Regions from separate parts of the Anser cygnoides genome. Here region 2 is linked to region 1. A link is a contact called in public Hi-C data. All regions are on one chromosome and are shown on one strand. The core of a region is the stretch at or near the end of the contact, and the rest is flanking DNA. Distances in the headings are between cores, read along the strand shown.

Region 1 (7,112 bases), core at 1,410-3,909:
TAAGTGCCACCTCGTGTCTTGTAAAGAGAGAGGAAGAGTTCTTTTACAGGTAGCCCTTGCCCTCCTTTTCCATTTTGGACTTTGCTATGAATTAAGACTTGATCACTATGTCTTGCTGCTCTCATGATGCTTTTATCAGTTCACTATCAACATTCTACTCAGGTTTGTAAGAGTTGGAACAAGCCCCGTAAGGCATTCTATTCTAAGTGGAAGGATGTAGTGAGATGTTATTCAACTATGACTCATTGTGCAGGATATTTTGAGAATAGATAACAAGATACAATTATTATGCAGTCTGTCCAATAATTCTAAATATCACGGCCTAGAACTTTTACAAATTTCACACGAAGCAGTGACTTACTTAGCTAACATTCCTGCTTTTCCCCTCTCTTGGTCAAGGTGAGAAGACTTTTGGAGCCTCTGTAGAAATAGGATATTCATAAAATGTTTTTAGCTACTCTAAGTTTTTAGAAGAATCCAGAACTACTTGTGTTCAAGTAGATTAGTGTATGTTCTCAGTCTTTTCTGAGGAGTTCAGAAAATGGTTTAATAATTATATAACTTCCAATTCATTGGTTTCACTTTCTTAAAATATAAATATGACTTTTGTAACTGCTACTGTGGAAGGCTGGGAAATCATTCAAGTTGTTTTCTGTAGTGAAACCAGACATATTTCAATTAGATATTTTCCACTTGTTTTGGGGACTGTATTTTGTAACCTTTTCAGGTACCAGAGTGAGGAATATATTACAGTTCTCAATGGAACATTTTTCAGATGAAAGGACTGTTCAAACTGTCATTCATGTGGTGAATTGTTTTATAGGTAGGTTTGTAACAGTTCAAACGACTGACTAGAATGTTCCAATTTCTGTTAGTATAACTTCTGACTGGGCAGCTTCAGATACATTGTGTTAAATCTAATGTAGCTATACTGCTGTGGATTTCAGTGAATTTGAATTTTAATCAAGAATTTTATCTCCAAATTCGAGTGTATATTTTGTGATTCCCATAAATGCATCTTGCAAGGTGATAAAGTGATGCGTATGTTTTTTTGACAGTTAAGTGCTTGAGTTCTTTAAGCTGTCATAAAAATATTGGTGTTTCATATTTTTCTGTGTAAGCAATGTTTTTATTCACTCTCTGGCTTTGGCTAATGAAACAATTAAGTGTATAATTGAACTATGTGCTTGAAAAATAGTGCCATATTAATCTCTGACTTCTGTTTACACCAGGATATTTACATCCTAGATGGCTTTTCCTATTGTATTAAAGAATTCTGGGAAGGCTGCAGAACAGATCAGTTCAGTCAGTCAAACATAACTGCAGACTGTTTTGTTTTCACAGTAGGGACTAATGCTTGTTATCTAGTCTCCAGCCTATTATGACATGTTTTTGTTTTCTGTCTGTCTTTGACAGAGTGCTGTGTCTAGGAGCAGAGTGCCTAATCAGTTACACTGTAATGCTTCTTTTCCAGTACTGAACTGAGGTCAGACATTAGGAAAAAAAAAAACATTTAAAAAAGATCTATTAAATATTAATGTCTTATTAAAAGTTAAGCCAGTACAGAGCGCAAGATATATTATTCTGTTTGCTTAAAATTGAGCTTTAAACAACAGCATTGTATTTGTTGCTGGTTCAACAGTTTCCAGGCAGTGGCTGATGTGATAAATCACTTTAATATGCAAGCATTTTCACAAGGTTAATTTTACAGGTCTAATCATTTCCTTGTATATCAAAGTTAAGTTTTGGAAAATCTTGTTAAAACACTTTGTTTTCTAAAGTCATACCTGGTTCTGAAACTACTTTTAACAGAACATGCTTCAGTACGCTAAGATTTGGATTCATCCTGTTTAACTCGAGGTACTCAGGCTATGGTTCCACGGTAATTAATACCAAGATCTATGCACTGACATAATGCCCAGCAGCACATTTGACCTGGATCAAATACGTGCACGTGATCACATATCTGTTGAATTAGGCAGAGTACACAATACGAAGGTCACTACCTTTATGCTTTTATGCTATCTTTACAACAGCCAATGGGAGGGAAGTGATTAGAATAACTGATTTGACATGAGTGATGCTAGCTAATTATTACAAAAATAACTATTCGAAATTGTTAAACAACTTCAGTCCAGCAGAATGAATTTTATAGTGGGTCAAGTGCTTTGATTATGATATTTTAATCGTAGCTGGGCTGTGATATTTTTTGTCTGTATTAGAAAACTTAAAGGCTTCCGTGCCATTGATTCCTGGCCTTAAATGTAAGTTGGGGTTCCAGAATGCCAAAATAAGCAGTCTGTGCCCTCTTTAGCTTTTCTTTAGCTGCTTTTTCCCATTTCTGTATCATTCCTTTTGTTGTCAGCAAAACTATCCTGTGGCTGTGAGGTGAATCCAGTTAGGTGAAAAACAACTTGCTGAAAAACAACTTTTTTTCACCTCATGTTTATCCAGATCAAGTCCTCATCCCAGTTCACTGTTCAGCTGTGTAAACACTCCAAGTATGAATGGCCAGGGAAGAAACAGCAGAGCTAAGCCCTGGTGGCTGAAACAGCAATGCTGCTTAAATGGAAACCACAGCCAAAGTTGCTGCACTGGGAGGCGAGTCATTCTATGCTCTAGTTCTTAGAGACAGAAAAATTCAGTCAATAATTCAGTCCGCTTTGAATTTGAGTTGCCCTGTGTAGCTGTCTATATCTTTGTTGTTGATTGTAGAGCTGTCTTATGATGACTGACTTGTTAGCAGACCACTCAGCAAGAGTTGGCAGCTGGTAGAATGAAGTTAGGCCTAAAAGCTACATCTGCAGTTGGCCTGGAACATTAAATCTCTTCTTTTGAGCACAGCCTTCCAAATTTCAAGAAAGTGTTTTCTCTTCTCTAAATCATGATGATCTCATTTTTTTGCTTAGGGCTTATTGTTGTATTTTATTTGGATTTGTGGATTTGTGCAAAGCATTTGACACTGTCCTGCATGACATCCTTGTCTCTAAATTGGAGACATGCAGATTTGATGGACGGATGACTTGTGGGTAATTAACTGTGTGTAAAAAACTGTGTGTGTGGTGAGGCATTGGCACAGGTTACCCAGAAAGGCTGTGGATGCCCCATCCCTGGAGGTGTTCGAGGTCAGTCTGGATGGGGCTGTGAGCAACCTGGTCTGGTGGGAGGCGTCCCTGCCCATGGCAGCGGGGTGGAATTAGATGATCTTTAAGGTCCCTTCTAACCCAAACCTTTCTATGATTTTATGATTTGCCTGCAAACCAAAGTACACAAGTGGAAAGGTTCTTCCAATTTCTGCAAACTTTCTTCCTAAGTGCAGAAATGTTACCAGTTATGCACATAGTTCCTAATGCTGTTCCATGAACAGATCACAGAAATGGCTGTGTACTGAGTCCAACTGATAGCTGCTCAGGTCTGGTATCTTGTATCTGATAGTGGCAAAGTAGATGTCAAGTAAAACACAAAAGCACTCCAACCCATAGTGATGCTTTCCCAGAATGCTTTCTCAGCCCCTGAACATCTAACAAAAAAGAAGTAACAAAAAGGTATGAATGTTGAGAGCCATAAATAATCTTTCACAGTCCTTTTCCACACATCTTTCCACAGTCCTTTTGTCTGTGTCATCACTTACGTTTTGATGTGCACTGCAGTACATTCGAAACCCTGTTGTCCTGCCGCCTAGGCTGGCATTTATTCTTGTGTTCATAGCAGGCTATGACTCCTTTCAGATGCATTTTTTGTTTTCTGTTCAGGGCAATTTTGGAGCCAGAGGGTGGGGCCTGCCTCTTGCCTTGGCATGTCCCAGTATGGAACCAAGATGAATCCAAAATTCACGTAGCACTCCCAAGTACTACAAAGTAGGGACTGTGCTTCCATCTATGCTTATAGGAATGTTCTCAGCTGCAATCCAGCACCTTTTGCAGTCTTAGAAATGTGTGTTTGGCATTGCAAAGAAGCCTGGAAATAACCTCATCTAGAAATAGCTTCATTAAAAATTACCTTGGATTTTGCCAGGCATGGAAGATGTTTCTTGGTTTGTTTATCCGCATGAATTTATATATTTTTTGCATCATTTGGCTGTTAAAATGTTTGTTTACATTCATAAGTATTCATGATGCACTTTTCTGTGCATTTTTGGTTGAGTTATGAATGCAAAGATGTATAAAATGCAAAGTGACAAGAAGTATTTTACAAGGCATTCCAAGAGCTAGAACTTTTTTTTTTTCCCCCAGTGTCTTCTCTTACTGAGCTGAATTCTAATTAATAGCATTTTATGGCTCAGTATGATTTCATTAGCATCTTTGAGTGTTTTCCTTTGAGTGGCTAACAGTATAAAGAATCTTTCCTTTTTGTCTTATGCTTGTATTGGTTTTTTTCTACAAAGAGATTGCACTTTTAGTAGGATATATTTTTAGAACCTTTGTAATTTTATTTGTCATACAAAGAAGGTCAGCCTTAGTAGATTAAAGAAAATCTAAGCATTGACATAATTTACTGTGGGTGAATACAAAATAATATGCAAAACCTCAATTAGGTGAAATGTAATTAACGCAACATAATTTCCTGCATTTGCTGGGGAAAAGATGGTTTGCATTTCAATTCTTAAACGACCTTTTCTGAATATGTTCTATTTCTTGCCCTGCTGCATAGTGTAAAATTAAATTTGAAGTGATTTCTTACCGTGTGAGTTTTCTCCCTCTCATTCATGATACATAAGACCTAAGATGTGTGCTGATAAGAGGGAAGATGAGTGAGCAATGCAGAGTTTCACTTGTGCTAGGGACAATATCAACAGAGAACAGTACAGCTTAAAAAAAAAAAAAAAGGTAAAATAATCGAGGGATTTCCTTATGTATTTTTATCAGAAGGCTGAAATAATCGGCATAAAGCCATAACTGGTGTTGCCTTTTTAAGCCCAGATATCTTGCCTTTGTCTCTCTCAGATAAAGCCCTTTTGCTCATTCTTTCTTTTTTGCTTCGGTTTGAAACAATGCAAACACAACCAGAGTCATTTGGAGCAGTGGTATGTAGTGTCAACCTGGCAGATTCCAGACTAGTGCTTAAGTATTTTGGTGGCTTTGCCAGTAAATGAAGAGGAGGCTGCTTTAAACACTTTCATCTGCGTAATAGAGGTGATATTGCTACCTGTGTGGTCTATTTCGCTCTCAGTGAGAGAGATAAGGATTTGCAGGTTTTTGGGATTTCTGTTTAAGGAGCTCAGAAATGTAGATGCTGTTACAAAGTGTGTAAACACACACATCTCACTGTATTTCATCCCTTGAAAGTTTCAACTTTTTTAGGGCTGCTTTCTGGCCTTCTATTTATCCTTTTCTTTATGTTGGTTTATGTTCTAAACGAAACTCTTCAACATCTGTCACATTCGAAGAGAGGCTGTTAATTCTCTTGTATTTGAGACTTTTAACAGAAACATGAAAAAACAGAACCTTACAAGGAAGTCTTAGCTCCACAGTAACAGTTCTTCCACTGCTAGATTGAAAAAGAGGAAAATAGACCCTCTGGTGAAAGGAACCCATAAAACCTTGCATAGCTTCTTTCTGGTATTGTCTTCTAGTTTAATGTCATTTACCAAAACTAGTCAACAAAAGAAAAACAGTTTTGATGCAGTTTTAGTCCCATGTTTCCTGCTTCTGCAACAGGTCTATCTAATCAATGCAAGCTCAAGTTTTTTGACGTGATTGTCAATGCCAAACTGAAGTTTGGAGGTGGTAGTGGTGAACATGTTATTGTCACAGAATATGTGCAATCATTTATTTTTATAGTGTAGAGTGGATTTACTAATTGATAGTTAAAGATCATATTTATTTTTATTTTATCTGGCAAGGGCTGTATTGTACTCAGTTTTTTGGTTCTAGCAATGGTTGATACTAGCTGATTCATGGCACACACAATTCAGCAGCAAGCAGCTCTGAAAATTTCTGATAGCCACAGTGAAAATCCTTCCAAAATTTTCAGTTTCTTTCTCATTTAAGACTCACTTATGTGAGCTGCAGATTAGAGGGGTTTAGCAGTAAACCAGTTCCTACCAGAAAATACTGATCTATCGAAAGTGAAGTTTTTAGCCAGTAGTGAATGAGGATCAGACATCTGGTGTTATTATGAACCCAATCTGCACTCCTCTAGGGCTGCAGAAGTTAAATGTGCTGAAGCCAGAAACTTCAGCAAGCCAGAGCATGCTCATGCTCCAGTTTGTCACTGAATTAGGTCAGGTTTATATAACTCCTCAAACTCTCCTGCTTTACTACAGCATTATTTCCAGGATGATCAGCTATGGGACATACCTGCTTGCAAAGTGTTTTGAAGCTAGGGTTCGCAAAGGCTTCTTGACTCTCACTCATAACAGATGGCTCTCAAAAGCTTCTGGAACACCTAATGTCTCCAGGACTAAGACCAAATAGCAAGACTGGGTGTTGGTAACTTTCTCCTGGAGGTCTGGAGAGCTGCTGGCTAACCTTGTCCATTTCAGTTGGCAACCAGGGCAAATTTTACTGTTGCTATTGCTCATAGTTTTCAAGCTAAATATTGACTAAATATCGTGAGACTTTCAGATGTGCGCATTTGTCCCATTTTGGTATTTTCATTCTAATTTAGCTTGAGCTTGATACGTCTTCCATTAATTTGAAAATTACCAGCAAGTTAATTTGATTTCCTAGCCAACAGTTATGCTGAGCATTATTTTTTTCCATGTGGTGTTTGTGGGAGTAGAGGGCATGTAACATTTTGTTTGTTTGGGCCCTTTCTCTTCTAAGAAAAGTCTACAGTAGAAACTTGCTTTGACTTTTGTTTATTAGGAAATTCACAAGAACTGCTGTGTGAGCAATCCTTGCATACCATGTCCTCATCTTGTGTAGTTACTTCTGCATTTTATCACTGTAGCTGAACAGCATTGCTTTTGGAATAGACAGATTTCCTCCCAGATGTTTTAGGAAGGAATTATGATGTTTTAAGGTTAAACTGAAAAGTTTCAATGAATTCTCCTGTTTCCTTGCATCACCTCTGGTTGCAACTGTGAGCCAGCCATTTTCATTTTGAAAATGATCTTTCATGAACTAAGTACCCAATTCTTAGCACAATTAAAGTAAGCAAGCTACAAT
Region 2 (7,112 bases), core at 2,870-5,369, 60 kb before region 1:
TCTACCACTAAACAATGCTAAGTTCTGTATCTACACATTTCTTGAAGACCTCCAGGGATGGTGACTCAACCACTTCCCTTGGCAGCCTGTCCTAATGCCGCACAACCCTTTCAGTAAAGAAATTTCTCCTAATATCCAACCTAAACCTCCCCAGGCACAACTTGAGGACATTTACCCTTGTCTTATCACTTGGTGCTTGGGAGAAGAGCCCTTGCTACAACCTCCTTTAAGGTAACTGTAAAGTACAAGAAAGTTTCTCCTGAGCCTTCTCTTCTCCAAGAGAAACCCCAGTTCCCTCAGTTGCTCCTTGTAAGACTTGTGCTCCAGACCCTTCACCAGCTTCGTAGCCCTTCTCTGGACATGCTCCAGCACGATATCCTTCTTGTCGTGAGGGGCCCAAAACTGAACACAATATTCAAGGTGCAGTTAGGTACTAGGCATGATAAAATGCGCAAAAAAAAAAATCAACAAAAGAGAAAGAAGCATTCCACCAATAAAACTCCACTAAACTTGTAATAGTCATATTAGAAAAACTTTAGAAAGCAACAGTTTGGTGTTTGCAAAGTGCTTTGTTATTCTTACAAAGAGGTACCACAGAAAAGCAATAAAGGGTAAATGGCTCTGACATGTACAGGGAAAAGCACAGAATTGCAGACTAACCCAAAGCAGGGAACACTAATGTTTGTAATATCAATAGAGATTTTTTTCCCTTTAGGAAGTCTTGGGAAAGGTGGGACATTTACTATCTCTCCTTTCCTAACTTAGGTTTTTTCTCCTTTCATAACTTAGTTTTGAATGTATGGTGAGGAGATGCAGTTCAGCATGCTAAGCTGTCTTGAATTTATAACAGAAAGCAAGTCACTGGGGAGAACAGTGCTGAAAGCGATATGCAGCAGCACTGCTTAGTACTACCTAAGCTGTCTTTGTCCACATCCCACACCCTGAGTCTGCTCAGACACACACTGGCTGTGCCTGGGCAGATCTGTTTCCACACATTATCTGCTGTACAGAGAAAAGGACTAAGACATATGAAGCTGACTTGCAAATAAATTCATGAGACATTCTGAATTTGGATTAGTGTTGCTTAGACACAGGATATCAATTAAAGACACAAAAGATCTGGATCTGCTGCTATTGTTCTGCCTAGTGAGGTAGAGCACACATCATTCCACTTTCTCATGTTTCTTCATCTGTAAAATTAGGCAGTAATTATGTCCATGCTTTTGAGGTCTTCTAGTAATGAGTGCTATAAAGAAGTTCAGTACAACTGGAGCAAAAGAGCAAACCTGCCAACCAGACAATGACTAGAGATGTTTAGAGGGGTATTACACATGTGCCTGATCCTGCATTTGGATATCACAGGACCTTGGGACAGTGATAGAAATGCAGGAGGCAGTGAAAAGCACGGTCATTTTTCCTAAAAAAAAAAAAAAAAAAAAAAAAAAACAAAAAACAGGGAAGCGAGTATTGCAGGGGAAAAGGCACTGCAGGTGCCCACCACGCACCCACAATGGCTAGAGTCAGCTTAATTTGCGGAAGCGTTAGTGACATCCAAAAAGCTTTCATAGCTTTGAAAAGCAACATCTGAACTTTTAGGTCATGGTAAGTAACTACAAAAGCAGTTTTGTTTCTGATTTTTTTTTAGACTCTGTTAATGTTATAGTAACAATTGCTTTGTATTTTGCACAGGGAAAAAAACGCATTCAATTTTAGGTGAGTCCTGTGCTGGAGAAAATGAAGTGTAAACCTGCAGAAACATAGTTAGGATTGCCACCGGTAGGCTAGCACCAACCTCTTTGGGTAACACAAGCCACTCTTAAGAGATTGTGCATTAGCCAACATAATTCCAGCAGAGTTGGTGGGGCTGTTTATGTAAGCGGATCCTCGCCCGTCCCGCTCCCCAGGTGCATGTCACTCCGCACTTGCAGCGTGCACAGGGAGAGAGGGGCCCCAACCCCTTGCGGCCGCGCCAGGCTGTGCTCCTCTGAGCCCCGCCGCGGTGCCGAGCCGAGCCGGGCCGAGCCGGGCCGGGCCGGGCCGGGCCGAGCCGAGCCGAGCCGCCCGGCGGCACGTTCCTGCCCCGAGCCGAGCCACCAGGTGCCCGGAACATTCCTGGTCCGGCCGAGGCGCGCCGCCAGCGCCGCCCCGCAGACCGCAAGGAGCCCGGAGCCCCGGGGCACCGCTCGGGGACCCCCGTCCCCGCCCCGTCCCGTCCCAGGCCGCCCCCTCGCCCCGGTGCCGCCCCGGCTCCCGGCGCTCCCCTCCCGCTCCCGCCGCCCCGCTCCCCCCGGCCGCCCGCGCCCACCTCGAAGAAGCCGGCTCTGCCGCCCATCCTGCGGGCCGCCGCCTCCCGCCGCCGCGGCACCCTCCCGGCCCCGCCCCGCCCCGTTCAGCCAGCGCCCGGCCCCCCCCGGCCGCCCCGCCCCGCCCCGGTGTGGGCGAGCCGCTGGGCCCCGGGCGGCAGCAGCACTGCGGGGCGCTGGCAGCAAGGCGTCCCGCAGCCTTCAAACACGGGGAAAAGCAGGTTCAGAGCCACGACTCGGCGGCGTTTGATTCGAAAGGGTGCTTTATTTTTCTTTGAGAGGCACGGGGGTACTGCAGGAATCAGTAGTGCTTCACGGTGTGTGCCGATCAGAGGTAGAGAAATGAGATAACCAGCAAAACCCACAACTGATCAAGAGCCAGAAAACACCCTCCTTTCTTTTTCTGCTAGCATACCTCCCATTTCTGTGTGATTTGACAGACAGCAGACCTGGGCTGGGTCCCTTCTTCTGTGACGTGCTCCCGTTGCTGTCAGAATTAAGCTCATAGCATTAAGCAGTACAGAGGCTGGTATTGTTTTTTCCTCCAACTAGTATTTATTCCATTATCCTCTTGTGAGAGCTAAAGTAATTAAACATTAGCGGATTCTACCTGCTATAAAGAAACATTGCTTTTTCATGGCTCTAAGTTTCCATTATACAGAAAGGTTTATACCATGCGCTCTTTGGAAGCCCTCTGCTAACCCCAAATTTTATCTGCTTCCATAGGATTATACCCATCAAAGCTTCTTAAACAAAATATTGAAGAATAAATTTCAGATGCACAAAGCATGAGGCCCCTACTAGCAAGCCTGAGGGCGGATCAGAAACATCCAATGGGACAGAATTTACTACCGGTGTGAAGACCGGCTGAAGGTGTGTGAAGGTGTGTGCTCCTTTTCAAGGCAATTATGTGTTTGGATGGTTAGCGCTGGGATCTGGTTAGACCTTCTGGATTTTTATGTTAAAGGAAAACAGAATTACTGCCTTTCTAAAGAAGCAGACGTTCTTTCGGTATATTTGTCTTCCAAATGGCTTGCGTTCATATACTGAGGAAAACTATCTCCAATATGTGAAAGTAATCAAGGTAAATACAGAAAAGCAACCAGAACACAAATATAAAAGCCATTTAAGCTAACCTTCTATCAGAAAGCTCTCGGACAGTACTTCAGACCAACAGGTCGTGCAAACGGTCCCTCCAGATCAGCACGGCGTACCACCTGGAGAAGGAAAACCTGTAACAGACCATTCGAATTCCAGTGCTGACAACATTGCAACCTACAGCCTCATGCTCCCCTGAACCTCACTTACAGATCCCCCCTTCTGAATCTGTAGCACAGAAGGACTTTAGCGCTCAGGGTCCATCATTCCAGAAGAAACCCAGCCTTGGACAAAAAATCCCCACGCCGCAATCCTTCAGGCTTCACCCAGCTGGAGCAAGGTAGCGAGGTTTGATCAAACCTCGGGTTTGATGAAGTAAGCGCTCGGCTCCCTGCGCGGGCCTGGCAGCCCACCCCCTGGCAGCCACCATTCGTCACTTACGGCGCCGCGATCACACTAGCACGGGTTGGGCCGCTTCAGTGACTCCACGGCGCAGCCCAAGCGGCGGTGCCGGGAAGGGGCCGCGCTCGGGGACCTACCTCGGCCGCCATCCCGCAGGACCGGGCCCTTCCCGGGCTGGGCCGGGGCCTCCGTTCCCCCGTGGGCTCGCGGGAGTCCGCGTCCCGCCCGCCCCCGGCGCCCAGGGGGCGCTGCCGCTGAGGGCCGCTGAGGGCCGGGGCCGGGGCCGGGCGGCGCGCAGGCGCGCGGGGTGGCGGCGGCGGGGCGAGCCGTGCCCGGTCCGCCCGCCGCTCGCCGGGCTGGGCCCGCCCCGCCGCCCATTGTCCTCGCCGTGTGACCGGGTCCGGCTGCGGAGCGTCCCCGCCGCCCGCCCCGGGTGCTGAGTCACGGCGCTGCGCTGCCCGCCCCGGCAGGTACCGCGGGGCTTCGCCATGGGGACGGACAGCGCCCGCACCCTGCTGGAGCGTGCGGCCACCCTCAACCTGCAGACCGGCAACCTGCTCAACTGGGGCTGCGGCCGCAAGAAGTGCCCGGCCACCCCCAGCGAGGAGGTGAGCGCGGCGGCTGCCGGCCCCGGGGCTTTCCCGCGGGAGGTGCTGGGGGAAGGCCCGGGGGGGGCTGCGGCGGGGCCTGAGGGAACGCCCGGGAACCCTCAGCCGGTGCCGGGGCTACTGGCTGCCTGCTGGCGCCCCGCAGCGCCGCCGGGCCCGCTGGGGAGCGGAGCCGAGCGGTGCTGGGCCCGGCTCGGGTTGCCGCGGGGAGCCCGTCCCGCCGCAGGCCGGAGCTGCCCCCGGGGCGCTGGCCGCCCGTCGGAAAGGCCCGGCTGTGGTGGGGTCGCCTCCTGGCGGAGCCCAGCCGCGCCGCGCTGGTGGCCTCGGGGGGTAAAGGATCGAAAGCTGACAGGAGAAAGGGCTCTCTGTAATGGCAGCGGGATTCCTGATGCTTCTGTGGCGATAGATGTGTCAGTAGTTAGAAACCGCCACTGCAAAGGATGAAACCGAAATTCTCCTTTATAACTTGGAATTAGTCTTAATAATTCGCTGGTGGTGACACATCTTGGGGAAATTCGGTCATTGCTGTCTTCTCTAAAGACTATAGTGGTCCTTTGTTTCAAAAAAAACCTGAAAGATCGTTTTAATTAATACTTGAAAACCATATCTTAAACAGTATGTGTCAACCTTTGCAATAATTCTGTGTAAATGGTTGGAGATCCTGCGGCCACAGGCTTCGAAACCACTGTGTTTGTTGTCTGGTCACAGCACAGTGCTTAGGGAATGGTCGCTGACCAGACACAAGAGCTTTCATTGCAGCTGGTTAAAGCCTGGTAGTGACACAGGTCGTGTGTCAGGAGCTGGTTGAGGGCATGTTAATTGAGAGCAAGCGGTAAGAAAGGTGACTGTCTGAGAGGATGATGTAATAAGGTGGGAGAATTCATCATACTTTTGTCATGTGGTAATAGCTTTTTAATTTGTCCTAGTTACTTATTACAGCATTCTGTGATCTATGTGAAAGAGGATTAGATTTTGTAGCAAAATAAGGCTGCCTATTACAATGTGCCTGTCCAGTAACTTTTGGAAAGCTATTACATAAAGAATGGCCAATGTGCGTAACTAATCAGTTAAGGTATTTCTCTCCATTTGTTTACAGAGAAATCTGCATTTAAACATAAGGCTGCCAACTTCCCAGAGTTGCTGGTACTCCAAAAGCAAATAATTAGCATTATTTATCAGAAATAAATCAGCTTTTATCACTTCTATTCAGTGTAGTTAGTGTCTATAGTTCTTAGTGTAAGAATGTAAGCCAACATTTTTCAAAATATGAACCCTAGGGCTAGGAGTTTAGGGATGTAACTGTATTTGGAGTCATATGCTGTGCTTTCCACGTGTGTCAAGAGGTGATGGTGGTGTGCTTTGGAGGCAGAGGTTTGTTCATACTAACTGCAGTAGAAATACAAGGTGTGAGTGTTGCAAAGCAGTAGTAAATGATACATCTTTATCACCTTTTAACTTTTCCTCAGAAAGGAAAAGATAACATATTTTGACATAACATAATGTTAAAGACTGCCAGCATCATGGGTATCTGTTTGGGGGGGCAAGCCAGTTCTTTCTTGCCTTTCGAGTCAGTTATTTTTTTCCTAGTGTTTTAAGTGACAAGGACAGAATGTACCGCATTTGTGTTCACAGAGTGTTCTCACAGTGTTATGTCTTAAACTTCGTGATATCCAGTTTTTTGTTTGGTGGTGGGGCATTGCCTTCAGTCAGTTTGTGCACGTTATTATTGGCTCTCTGAATTAATGTTCAGCGTCACAAGAAATTGCTATTTAACGGTACAAAAAGTAGGTATCCATGTAGATAGAAAGTACATTGTTAAAATGTGAAGTGGGAACTTAAGAAGTACTTCTTTCCATGGCAGATCCCAGACTTTCTAGTACATTTCCTGAGTCTGCAGGATGACCTTTGACCTTTCCTGAGAGGTATCAGCAGGCAGGCAGAGCGTTGGAGCAGCTGAAGCATTGGTGCAATGTGCAGTCAGTTAATTAGTTTATGGAGCCCTAATAGTTATGCCTTGCTGTGTTCAAGAAGATACACGGACAGAATCCTTGTCAGGTCTATTTTGCATCTGTGAAATCAGGAAAAATGCAAGTGCAGGGTAGGAACTGAAGGATCCCCCTAAAGATTCAGCACAATGGAATAGGTAGGTGGTAAAGGAGAAGGGTCAGATGCATCTCAGGAAGAGAAACGATGAATATAATGAGTAATTAGTGATTGACTGTAAAGTCTCTTTTCCAAGGATGTTACAGCATGTATGCTGTTATCTGACTACTTTGCAACTTACGAATCTTTATGTTTCAAAAACAATCAAAAAAAAAACAACAAAAAACTCTAGTTCTTAACAGTTGGTCCTTTCTTTTAAGATGGCATTGGAAAATAAATGAAGTACAGTACTTGTATTACTGCTAACATGCTGTGAAAGAGGAGAGGAATTTTCTTAAGTAAACTAGTTTGAACAAGTTTCAGATGGAAGCTATGAAGGAAGAATCTTCTGTGGTTAGAGGAATGGTGTCATGAGTTCACGGGCTGTCTGTCTGTCCTCTATGCCTATGAATCATTGTATTTCTTTGCAACTAAAACATAACTACACTTCAATAAGAAAAAAAATATTTTTTTAGGTGCGGGACTGCATTCAGAAAACACTGACTGAATGGAGCTCAAAGATAGGACAAGATCTGAATCAGGTAGGAGAGGTATTATG

Evidence for each region. Hi-C and Micro-C count contacts between places; a contact is called where the count stands out from the background.
Region 2: a contact with region 1 is called in a Hi-C map of liver, with 2.5 times the contacts expected there. The contact joins the promoter of GCLM here to the enhancer-like site in region 1. A contact is called at or near these places in 2 of 7 Hi-C or Micro-C datasets (both in liver).

What each region holds. Positions count from the first base shown.
Region 1 is chr8:2,267,123-2,274,234 of Taihu_goose_T2T_genome, reverse strand. All of the region lies in intron 1 of BCAR3 (BCAR3 adaptor protein, NSP family member), which reads left to right. Among named protein-coding and RNA genes, the nearest start is that of TRNAR-UCU, 36 kb to the left of the region's middle. Within about 2 kb of position 2,659, at least 2 of the 3 cell types and tissues checked have open chromatin away from gene starts, as enhancers often do. A contact at or near this core is called in liver, where this site is marked.
Region 2 is chr8:2,328,404-2,335,515 of Taihu_goose_T2T_genome, reverse strand. GCLM (glutamate-cysteine ligase modifier subunit) reads left to right here and starts at 4,119. Exons shown (of 7, transcript XM_048067050.2): 1 at 4,119-4,411; 2 at 7,030-7,095. The coding sequence starts at 4,292. LOC106039444 (very-long-chain enoyl-CoA reductase) reads right to left here and starts at 4,077. Exons shown (of 14, transcript XM_048067270.2): 1 at 3,941-4,077; 2 at 3,440-3,535.